Linked DNA regions of Cyprinus carpio: region 2 is linked to region 1. The links are chromatin contacts, called in public Hi-C maps. All regions are on one chromosome and are shown on one strand. The core of a region is the stretch at or near the end of the contact, and the rest is flanking DNA. Distances in the headings are between cores, read along the strand shown.

What was found. A called contact is a pair of places that touch in the nucleus more often than the background predicts.
Region 2: a Hi-C map of liver shows a contact between it and region 1, with 4 times the contacts expected there. The contact joins the promoter of LOC109075512 here to the promoter of pex6 in region 1. A contact is called at or near these places in 2 of 8 Hi-C or Micro-C datasets (liver and skeletal muscle).

The regions. Positions count from the first base shown.
Region 1 is chrA22:21,304,307-21,310,100 of ASM1834038v1, reverse strand. It overlaps pex6 (peroxisome assembly factor 2), which reads left to right and starts at 2,197. Exons shown (of 17, transcript XM_042712227.1): 1 at 2,197-3,407; 2 at 3,924-4,093; 3 at 4,165-4,248; 4 at 4,323-4,428; 5 at 4,520-4,656; 6 at 5,152-5,263; 7 at 5,667-5,794. The coding sequence starts at 2,235.
Region 2 is chrA22:21,845,939-21,851,493 of ASM1834038v1, reverse strand. LOC109075512 (sentrin-specific protease 5-like) reads right to left here and starts at 3,034. Exons shown (of 9, transcript XM_042712253.1): 1 at 2,878-3,034; 2 at 1,160-1,990; 3 at 975-1,080; 4 at 1-51. The coding sequence starts at 1,859.

The DNA.
Region 1 (5,794 bases), core at 948-3,447:
TATTCTTTAGCTTGGGTTAAACTAATTAATTTTACTTGCCTGGAACAGCAGCTATGCTAATTATGTCTCTATTTGTTTCTCTGTTTTGCCACGGGATTACTAGGATTTACACAAGCTCCAGTCTGGATCCAGAACACCTGAGAAGAGATGATGCCAACCCCTCAGAGGACCTCAGATGATGCTAACCCAGAAACAACATACAGAACTACCACATTTTGCTATAAGTTTGATTGCATAATTGCTGTTATTAGTGTTAATCATCTGTTTGTTTAAGTCTTTTATTGATTTTTCTGAACATTTCTGCTGTATGCACAAAAAACTGACAGTCACCACTGAAAAGCTACTACTAAATATTGTAGAAATCATTGCAATGATTTGTATTGTAAAAAGCGCTATACAAATAAACTTGAATTGAACTGCCAGCTAGTGGCCAAGATTGATACCACAAGCTAATTGTCAACAAGCATTTTTTGAATGAAGAATTTAATAATTCATTTATTTAGGAGAAAATAAGCTCATTAAGACACATTCATTGGTTGTCCAGTAATTTCAAACCAATTCCCTATGAGAAATAACGTGGTTCTCCAGAAAGAAAAATAACCAAAAAAATAAAAAAACAAAAGAAAAGTCTAACCCTGACTTACAGATGTATTTGTTGTTTATTAGTGGTAATAAAGTGCTGCTTTAGCAATAAGCCTAAATGAAATGAGAACACACAATGTTAAGATAACTTGGAGAAATATTATTTATTATTATAATCATGTTAATCATCGAAATCTTCAATACTTATCTTGCTGAATCTGTCCGCTGCTTTTGACACGGTTAACCACCAGATCCTCCTGTCAACCCTACTGGCAAAGTGCATCTCAGGAACCGCACTCCAGTGGTTTGAGTCTTACCTATCAGATAGGTCCTTCAAAGTATCTTGGAGAGGTGAGGTGTCCAAGTCGCAACATCTAACTACTGGGGTGCCTCAGGGCTCAGTTCTTGGACCGCTTCTCTTCTCTGTCTACATGGCATCATTAGGTTCTGTCATTCAGAAACATGGCTTTTCATACCACTGCTATGCTGATGACACTCAACTCTACCTCTCATTCCATCCTGATGATCCGACAGTAGCTGCTCGCATCTCAGCTTGTCTAACAGACATTTCTTGCTGGATAAAGAACCATCACCTTCAACCTTGCCAAAACAGAACACTTGCGTTCAGAACACTGCAAGTGAACGTCGCTTGATTGTGCCATCCCAAAGATGCATAAAGTCCATTTTACGGACTTTTAAATGAAATGTTCCCTCCTGGTGGAATGACCTGCCCAACTCAATCCGAGCAGCTGAGTCCTTAGCCATCTTCAAGAATCAGCTTAAAACACATCTCTTCCATCTTTATTTGACCCTCTATATTGAACTATAGCCTCTATTCTATTCTATTCTATTCTATTCTATTCTATTCTAAAAAAACAAAACTTGTCCCTTATAGATTTGCACTCTATTCATTTGCTGCTTGTTTTCTTTGAAAAAAAAAAACTAACACTTGCTTTCTATTATTTTGTATTCCATCTGTTTTCTTTTCATTTATTATACAATTAACAAAAGCAAAAAGACCTCTAACACTAGCTTGCTCTATTCTTTTTCTATTTTGTTTTCTTTTTATTTATTATATTATTAAAAAAAAAACCTTGCTACGTTAACTACGTTAAGCTAACTGAGACTTGTTATAGCACTTGTATATCATTGCTCTTTTGTTGATTTCGATTGCTTCTATTGTCCTCATTTGTAAGTCGCTTTGGATAAAAGCGTCTGCTAAATGACTAAAATGTAAATGCTTAATTGTTTATTAAATGTTTATTAAATGTTTATTATTGCAATTCTAAATCTAGTGTTGTTAATCTGTGTAGCCATTCAGTTTGAATTATTTAATCGAAAGACAAACCATGCGTGCAGTAATGAGATGAAGGCAAGAGAATTGGAGAGAGAGAGAAAAAAATAATTACATAATTGTATGAAAAAATTAAGTACCATACATTGTATTACGGTAAATAGTAGTACGAAAACTGGTTTCTTTAGTTTTCCCATTAGCCTACCCTCTAACGTTTCAATATATCGATACAGTTCTGATCTGAAGGGGAAAGGTAACGTTTACGCAAAATAATCAGTTATATATAAAAAATAAAAATAAAAACTTTCTGTCAGCGGTCAGTTTTTCTCGTTTCAATGCGCATGCGCACATTTTCAACATGGCGGCCCCCGTTAAGTTGCAGTGTCTTGATGACTTTCCAACACATATTCATCCTCTACATGTGCTTATCAGCAAATCACAATTTACTCAAAAGTTTCCAGACTACACTGGACCCACATACGCGTTGTTATTGTCGCTGATGGACCAACAGTCCCCCTGTAATCGGGGCTTTTTGGTGTGCGCGCACGCGACTTCGGAGGGAGAGACCGATGTAAACATTCCCACGTGCCTCGCTGTTTATGTGAGCAGATCTTTCCTCAAACACTACGGACTGAAGGAGCACTCGCCGGGAACGGTTCGTCCACAGTCTCTGCTGCCTTTAAAGAAGATTGTCATCGGGGCTCGGACGAAGCAGAGCTTTAAATGGGCTTCTTCAGAGAAGTTCTCCAATGCTCTGCTGATCCTGGCGTCCTGTCACGGACAGACTCTGCTGGCGAGGCAAGGAGATGCTCTGCTCATCCCCTACCATCATCTACTGGGTGAAGAAGCCGCACAGGTGCAGCAGTGCCTCTCAGAGGTGATGGTGCTGGAGTGCACACCTGTCAGTCAGGGCAGGATAACAGTGGACACCAGTGTGGTGGTGTCAGACTGCAGAGATCTGGACCTGACCAACACCAGCACCACCACGAGCAGACTGTCAGCTTCCTCTCTCTTTGTCTCTGATTTTGCCCAGTACGCAAGTAGCCTGAGTTCCGGCAGCTCTTTGCTGAACAGTAGAGTGCTGGACTTCAGTGCTTTCTTGCAGGCTCTTGAATGCAGACTCGATGTGCGCGTGGTAGACGTCTCAAATCTCCATAAACCTGGAGGAATTCTGTCTAGACTAGAGCAGAATGAAGGACTGGACGTTGACAGCACTATTTTTGTGCACAAGAGCTTGTTACTGAAGATGGGTGTGTTTAACGGGGAGTGGGTCATTGCGTCCGTCCCAGCAGACAAGGTGAAGAAGACCCCTCAGACTCAGAGTCCTGTCCTGGCCGACCGGGAAAGCAGCTGTGCAATTCCCAATAAGAAGCAGGGACGTGTTCATCTGGTTGCAATCAAAGCTTTTGACACAGTTAGACAGCAAGACATGGATGTGAATGACAACGTGGGCTTCATTTCACCGGTTCAGTGGTTTAACCTGACAGACGGGATGGCAGTGCCTGTTGGAAATAAGACCATCAAAATTAAGGTGAAGTATATAGATATAAAGAACTTCATATATATTGTAAAGCTGCTGTGCGATGATATAGTTTACATTTTCCAAGTGTATAAAAAAATCAAACGGTAGATGTATTCTTACATATCATTGGATATACTTATACATCCAACTTCATATAGAGAGAGTAAATACAAATACATGTTCAAAAGGTTACTTCACAACAGAAAAGACCTATTTAGTACAATTCAGTTCGCTGTAAAATTGCTGATATATATATATGTAAACACCTATTCTATTGAGTCTTACCTCTCAGATAGGTCCTTCAAAGTATCTTGGAGAGGTGAGGTGTCCAAGTCACAACATCTAAGTACTGGGGTGCCTCAGGGCTCAGTTCTTGGACCACTTCTCTTCTCAAGAATGGCCAGATATTATTTTATCAGTCTGCCACTGTATGGAAACACTCAGTGAGGCCTGATGGTCGATCAGATGTCAACAGATGTGTGATTAGTTCTGTGTGTGTGTGTGTGTGTGATTTAATTGAAGCAGAGGTGGAATAAAGTGTTGTCTGAGGCCGAGTCTCAGATCTCCGTGAGCGCGTGTCGATGTGCAGTGCCGCCGTTTGCTAAAGAGCTGCACATCGAAGCCGTCATATCTCCAGACTACAACTCCCATGGGCCCTTCGACAGCATCCTCTACAAACACTTCAGCTCTCCCAGGTGCTCACAGTGCATTTATGGTCATATATGACTGTCTTGCTGGTTTTCCTGAGCGTTGTGTTTGTTTGCAGGCTTGTTCAGCGGGGGAGTATATTGGGAATCCCGTCAGAAGGACATCCTGATCTAATAGAGAACAGCTCTGAAGGAATCCTCAGGTGCGGGTTTATCTTCAGTCGATGCTTTAAAGATCCCTGAAAACCAGTCCTCATGCAGCTTCTGTGTTTCGCAGGTGGCCTGTGCTGTATTGCAGAGTGAAGCAGGTGTGTGGTTTCTCTGCTGAGGAGGAGGAGGTTTCTTCATATCTGGCTGATTCCAGTCACACATCACTATACATGGTGAGAAATGATATCAATAATAGTCCAATCGGAATCATATCATACAGTTCATATATGCAGGTGTGCTCAAGCTCTGATTGGCTGTCCACAGGGAGGCTCCGCCCACAGCCGGTCTCCCTGCTCTGTGCTGCAGAAGGGTTCATCGTTCTGGACGAGTCTTTGTCCTCCGGGTCTGTCCAGCACTGTGGAGCAACTGCTCACTATCATCCAGCCTCACTTCAGTGAAAGGTCTGTATTGTGTATGTATATTATGAATAAGGTGCTCACAACCTCAATATTAATATTACAATATGAAGGACACAAATTCTCATTTAAAAGTTGTGTTGTGAAGCACATTCATTTTGTGTGTCCGTCCTTCTGTAAGAATAGCAAATTTTAACCTTTTGGACTAAAAGGCCTCCCATTGTCAACCACTTGTTCTCTCTCTGTCTCTCTCTCTCTCTCTCTCTCTCTCTCTCTATATATATATATATATATATATAAAAAAAAAAAGAGCATGAATTTTAGTCTTCATTGTATGTGTTAAATAGCATTTAGATTTAGATAAAAGTTAGATTATTGTAATATATTAAAACTAATTTATTGATCTGAATACTTTGAAGTCATCCTGCTGCCTCTGGTTAAGAGCTACTGCTTTAGGCGATGTTTTAAGTGGTAGTCGATGCTATATAATGTTATAACTTTTTTGATTGGCATAATATATATATATATTATTCTCGGCAGCTCTTTAACGTTAAAAAGAGGCTGTTCGGTTCTTCTGATGGGTCCCAATGGCAGTGGTAAAGTTACCGTGGTAAGAGCGGCTAGCAGGAGGCTGCATCTGCATCTGATCAAGGTGAGTTGGGGTTTTTCTGCAGTGTTTTTCCTGAGTTTTGTGTTTTTTCCACAGTTATGAGCATCAGAACCTTCATAAGTTGTGTCTTTCATAGGTTTACAGGAAACTAAACACTGTTGAGTCAAGTAAAACATTAGCATGTTGCTAAGCTAACAAACGCGATGCTCTAACGAGCATTAAAATAGACAAATATTGAATGAAATTGTGCATTTTATTCATACCATTTAACAAATTTGTGGCCAACAAAATTACGTCAAGGGAGCACATGTCACAGTGCTGACTCCTGTTATGGCCATATTTAATAGTCAGAGTTTTTGTCCAAAACAAAACTCCACAGAATACATATGCTTTTTGTCTAGTGTTGTTATATGAACAGAGATGTAAAGGAGGCTGGTGTGTGCAGGTGGATTGCGTCAGTCTCTGTGCAGACACTGCAGCTGCGTGCGAGGCGAAGATGAAGTCTGTCTTTGAGAGAGCGGAGCTCCATCACCCATGTGTTTTGCTGCTGAGAAACCTGCAGCTGCTCGGCCA
Region 2 (5,555 bases), core at 1,785-4,284, 540 kb before region 1:
CAGGCCAGACCAGCCCTGTACTTGGCCACTTCTGCTGTTATCAGCTTCATCCTGTAGCAGAATATAAAGAATACAAAGTGAAATTAGGGCACTGAATCCTAAACCTTATGCTAATTTCCATAAATTGGGCACAAATTGGTGTTTGTTACTTTTCTAAAAGCAACAGAACCACAAATTCCATTCTTTGAAATCTAACATATCTAATGTAATCTAGCCTGAGAGACAGCTAGTTTTAAACACATCAAATCACCCTTTTTCTCTCTTACATTAATTGGAAATGTACACTAGCGATCAAAATTTTGGGGTCGGTATGATATTTTATGTTTTTGAAAGAAGTCTCCGCTCACCAAGCCTGCATTTATTTGCTCAAAAGCACAGTAAAAACTGTAATACTGAGAAATATTATTGCAATTTAAAATGTAATATTTTTATAAGAATATATTGTAAACTGTAATTTATTTCTGTGATGCGCAGCTGTATTTTCAACATCATTACTCCAGTCTTCAGTGTCACATGATCTTCAGAAATCATTCTAATATACTGATTTACTGCTCAAGAAACATTTCTGATTATTATCAATGTTGAAAACATTTGTGACATTTGTGATACATTTTTTCATATTTTTTGATTAAAAGAAAGTTCGAAAGAATGTTTTTTTTTAAAAGCCTTTGCTGTCACTTTTGATCAACTGAACGTGACCTTGCTGAATTAAAGAATACTTTCTGACTAAACATTTGAGCAATAGTGTAGGTATTATTGACAAAAAAAAAAAAAAAGTTCTTAAATTTTGGTACCAGGTTTGTGCAGTCCTGCAAACCTCAATCCACACACATGTAAAATGTGTTTGACCTCCTGAGGTCTTTCTGAAGCTTATGTTCCTCTTTTCACAGATTAAAAAGAACATCAACTGGACTTGGACTGGATTTCGTACTGTACTTGTGGAAAAAAAATTATTTATTAGGGATTAAACTTGCCTGTCATTAAGATCAGACTGAAACGTCTTATTTAGGTGATAGAGGACGTCAGCATCACTTAATGGGGTGAAGCTTCCATATTTCCCATAGAACTGCTCGAGGAATTCTGGGAGATAAAAAGCATGTTCAGTAACTACATCATGACACCAGAAATCAACACAAGCTGTGGAAATCATCCACTCTACCATGAATACACTCGATGATGCCCTCAGTTGTAAATTCGACAGGAGGCGATGCAGGCGGTTGGCCCGTCTCCTCCCTGGAGTCCTTCATGTTCTCCCCAGCGAGGGGCTTGCAGTAGTGATGGTCCCAGGAAGCCTTGTTTACATTAGTGCTCAAGCTGGACGGCTCGGTTTCCATGGCATCAGTGTGAGCAGAAACGTCCGGCTCTGCACTGATCAAGGAAGAATCGGGGGGGTTCTTTGATAAGTCACTCAGGGTGGCAGAACTGCTCTCAATGGGACGGCTCAGCTCTTTGGTGTCACTGGGATGCGTAGAGTTGGCATGAGCACTGTTCTCCAAGCCGTTCACCAGGACGGTGCTTTCACTCCCACCCTCAGTCTGGGAAAGGTCTGGCTTCCCTTTAGGAGACGGTGCCTCCTCCATCTCAGAAGCTGTGTCCATTTCAAAAATGACAATCGAGTCCACTGCCGACGAGCTCACCACCTCCTCTGCCACCACTTCTTCTTCTTGGCCCACCATCTCTTTCTTCTTGCGGCCACGTTTCTTCAGCACTTGCTGGTGTCCTGGCACATGGGGCTTGCGGTGGGGCCCGCAGCAGTCGCACGTCTTCGGCACCCGTCTCCTCCTGGAGCGTCCATTCTCAGGCATCTCACCCGAGCCTGATTCTACCCTAACGGAGCTGTTTGCTGCTGGGACCCTCATCGAGAACTCTACCCCATTCCTCCCGGGATCCTCTCCACCCGTTTTGTGTTTTTAGCAGGATTCCTCCATCGACACGCAGACGCTGGACCTTGGAAATGGAATTCTTGGGAGTGTGGATGTACTTTCCTAATCTGCACGCTCAAAAAAAAACAAGATCGAATAAAATAACAAAGAATAAAACAAATGAAAAGTCAGTATTTTGCAGAAATAACATACAAAGTATTGTGTGGGTAACAGGTGTCTTAGTTTTTTAATTATTTTGTATCCCTAGTCTGTCTATTTTTCATTGAATAATTATTATAGTGAAATAATTCTGCAAGCCGTCTTTTTACATGGAGTTCTGGAGAGAGAAAAAAACTCGTTCGTTTTATTATTATTATTTTAAGCATTTGGCTCTTGGATTGTTAATCTTGCTGCTCAATGCAATTGTCAGCTGCACATTTTCTGGTGAAGAAACCTAAGTTTTCTCTCTAATGGATATCTCATTGTAGTTTTAAGCAGTCTAAACCACATTCATATAACATTATCAATATAGTATCACCACGGTAAACCACAAAACATGGTTTAGTGATGCTATCATGTGGTAATAGTTTGCGTCTTTGATATACACCATGATATATATTATGAATGATTATTATAATCGTGTGGTATTTATGTGGTACTTCAGTGAATCCCGATGTACATGTATAATGGTGTTACCGTGGTACTGGTGTGAATCTCTTGTTTAGGCAGTAAAATCAGCGGATTGCAGACATCATCCGCCAATCAGACTGATTTACTTCTTTATTAGAGAAAAATATGACTCTAATATTTTGATCGAAATTCAGACTGAATGAAAACACGAATGCATACAAGTCTAACGCCCTCGGGAAGCTCTAAGCAAAATGATCTATAGTGAGACAATCAGTCAGTGATTATCAGTCATTCAGATCTGAACAGATCATTTATTTAGCAATCAAACAAAACACAAAACCCAGGCTTTCAAACAGTCGCGCGCGTCTGTGATTCACAGCCTCACCGTGTGTCGCTCTCAAGGACGATATGTGCGGGACCTTAAAGGCAGTGCGAATAAACTGCGATCAATATTCCACTATCAATGATATCGATAAAAGTGAGGGTTATCAGGCGTTGTTATGGTCGCAGACCGAGCGCGGCGCACGCAGATGACGTCACGCGCCGAAGCGTTTTGGCGGCATCTAGCGGGAACGAGATACCGAGTGCTTTTTTATGCGTTTGGATCAGATTGGTGAATAATAAAGTTGTGAGGTATCCCGAAGCCAACCCCCCCCCCCCCCCCCAAAAAAAAAAGGGGGGAAGGAGGACAAGGATATGACATTTCACCACAGAACATGACTTTACTAAAAAATATAAAAGCATAAAATATTATTTCTATAAGCTATAGGCCTGTGCAATTATTCGTTAATTATGTTTAAATATGTAGATTACTTTTACTATTTATATAAGCTGCTTATACTATTTATGTAAACTGCTTTAATTTATTTTCCATTGCACTCTCCCTCTGCCATTGTGCTCCTGTTTCTAGATAGACATAACTGATTAATTTGGTTCGGGAGAAGAGATAAAAGCCCGCCCACACTGACAATTGATTGGTTGATTTGCCGAAACAGGCCAATCAGGATGCTCTCTGTCTTACGTGCGCTTCGCACACACGCACACTAGCACACACACGCAAGGTCTCTCGCTCCCTCTCCCTCTCTGCCGTGCGCGCGCTACACGATTTGAAACACAGTCTCTTCTTTGCGCGCTCTTGCTCGCTCGCTCAGTGTTGCCAACTTAGCGACTTTGTCGCTAGATTTAGCGACTTTTCAGACCCCCTTAGCGACATTTTTCGGAAAAAGCGACTAGCGACAAATCTAGCGACTTTCTTGGACAAACCTTATTTAGTCTCTGAGACTGTCTGGTACTGCCGCACGAGCGCGAGGTCTCTCTTTCCCAGCGCGCGCATCTCTCTCTGCATCTGCTCTGTTCAGCGAGTGCAGAGAGGAGCAGCACTTTCAGTTAAAAAAAGATATTCTGTTGCTTCTAACTCTTTTACATGCGAGTATAGCCGAAATCACAGCACAACCATTGTCTTAATCATATGTGTATTTGATTTCATTAGACAATGTCGTGAATAGGATTTTAGTGCAGATTAATATCCTTGAGAGCTGGTTATGTAGTCTTAATGGAGCGCGTTTCAGTCATTACAATATTCATTCCGTTGTTTGTAAACAGAAACATTAAAATATAATAATAAAAACAGTTTTATTGCGAATGTGGCTGCATTAAAAATGCAGTATGTAAGCACAGGGAGGCAAATAAAAATACGACGCACTTACGTCATGAATATGCTAATTAACGTATGACGTCATCTAGCGACATTTAGCGACTTTTCAGGCGGGGTTTAGCTACTTTCCATTGAAAGAAGTTGGCAACACTGCTCGCTCTAGATTCCGGGAGATTCTAACTAATTTGCGGGCATCAGGGAGCCGCTATCAATATGCGGGAGACTCCCGGGACTTCCGGGAGACTTGGGATGTCTGTTTATGCCAATAATCACAGCAATGAATAGACATGATACTTATATTGATATTATGCTCCTTTTTACAATATGTAACATAAGTCTAGTATAATATGCTTGGATATATTAAGTCTTGCGGCTTAATCATGTCAAATGTAGCTTTGTTTTCTGTTTTCATCACAGTCCGATCACAAAAAAGAAGTTCTGTTTGCGCTGCCCTTCATTTATTTACGTTGCTGTGTTTTAATTACTGCCCAGCTTACAGGAAACAGTTCACAGAACGTTCAGGCAAGGTGCTGTGTCTTCCAGTAATTTTAATACAATTTTATAATGGTTTAGTTGGACGTTTGTTCAATGTTTGTTTTTGTTTCTTTAACGGTACTATTTGTGTGAAAAGCACCCAGAGAACATTTAAAAGTACAGTAACATTCCCATCATGTTTGCAAAATAATCAAGTGGAACGTTCACTAAATGCTTTCTGTAACTGTAACTATAAGAGGATTTTTTTTTTAAATCCTTAAAAAATTGGATTTTGTATGTTCACACAACATTCAGAAATAGGCGAATGTTTTCATAATTTAATGATTGGTGTACCTGAGTCTAAATCTACTCTAAGTAGGCCTATATTTGGTCTAAGAATATTCCTGTCAGGCGCGGATTATTGCAAGCTTACCTTGGCTGCAGCCTAGGGGCCCCACGTGTGCAGGGGCCTCAGATTGGCCAGACTGTTAAAAAAAAAAAAAAAAAAATTACTTTTTTTTCTTCATGATGAAAAAAAAAGCCCCTCACTGGTCCATAAGATTATTTATTTTTTTTTTTGTTGAATGCATGGCATGAGTGTTAGTTGAGGTCGATTGTGTTTTGAGAGCGACTCCCCGATGCGTGCAAATTAGGCTACACAACATATCTAGTGATTAGTATGTAGGCTATAATAGGTTGTGTAGTTGTCTATAGCTCTGTGTCATGCTTGAAAAATTTGGTCTCTGTTTGCACTTTGAATATTGAGAGAGTAGCCTACTTTGATTATGGCTGCACTTATGGTTCGCACTAAATACAACTAAGAAAGAACTATGTTTTGTTAATTATACTGTTTTTATTTCTATGTTCAATTTGTGAAAGGTAGTTCAGTTCTCAGAATTCTAGAAGCTCATAATTCATGTACAGTTCTTAGGTCT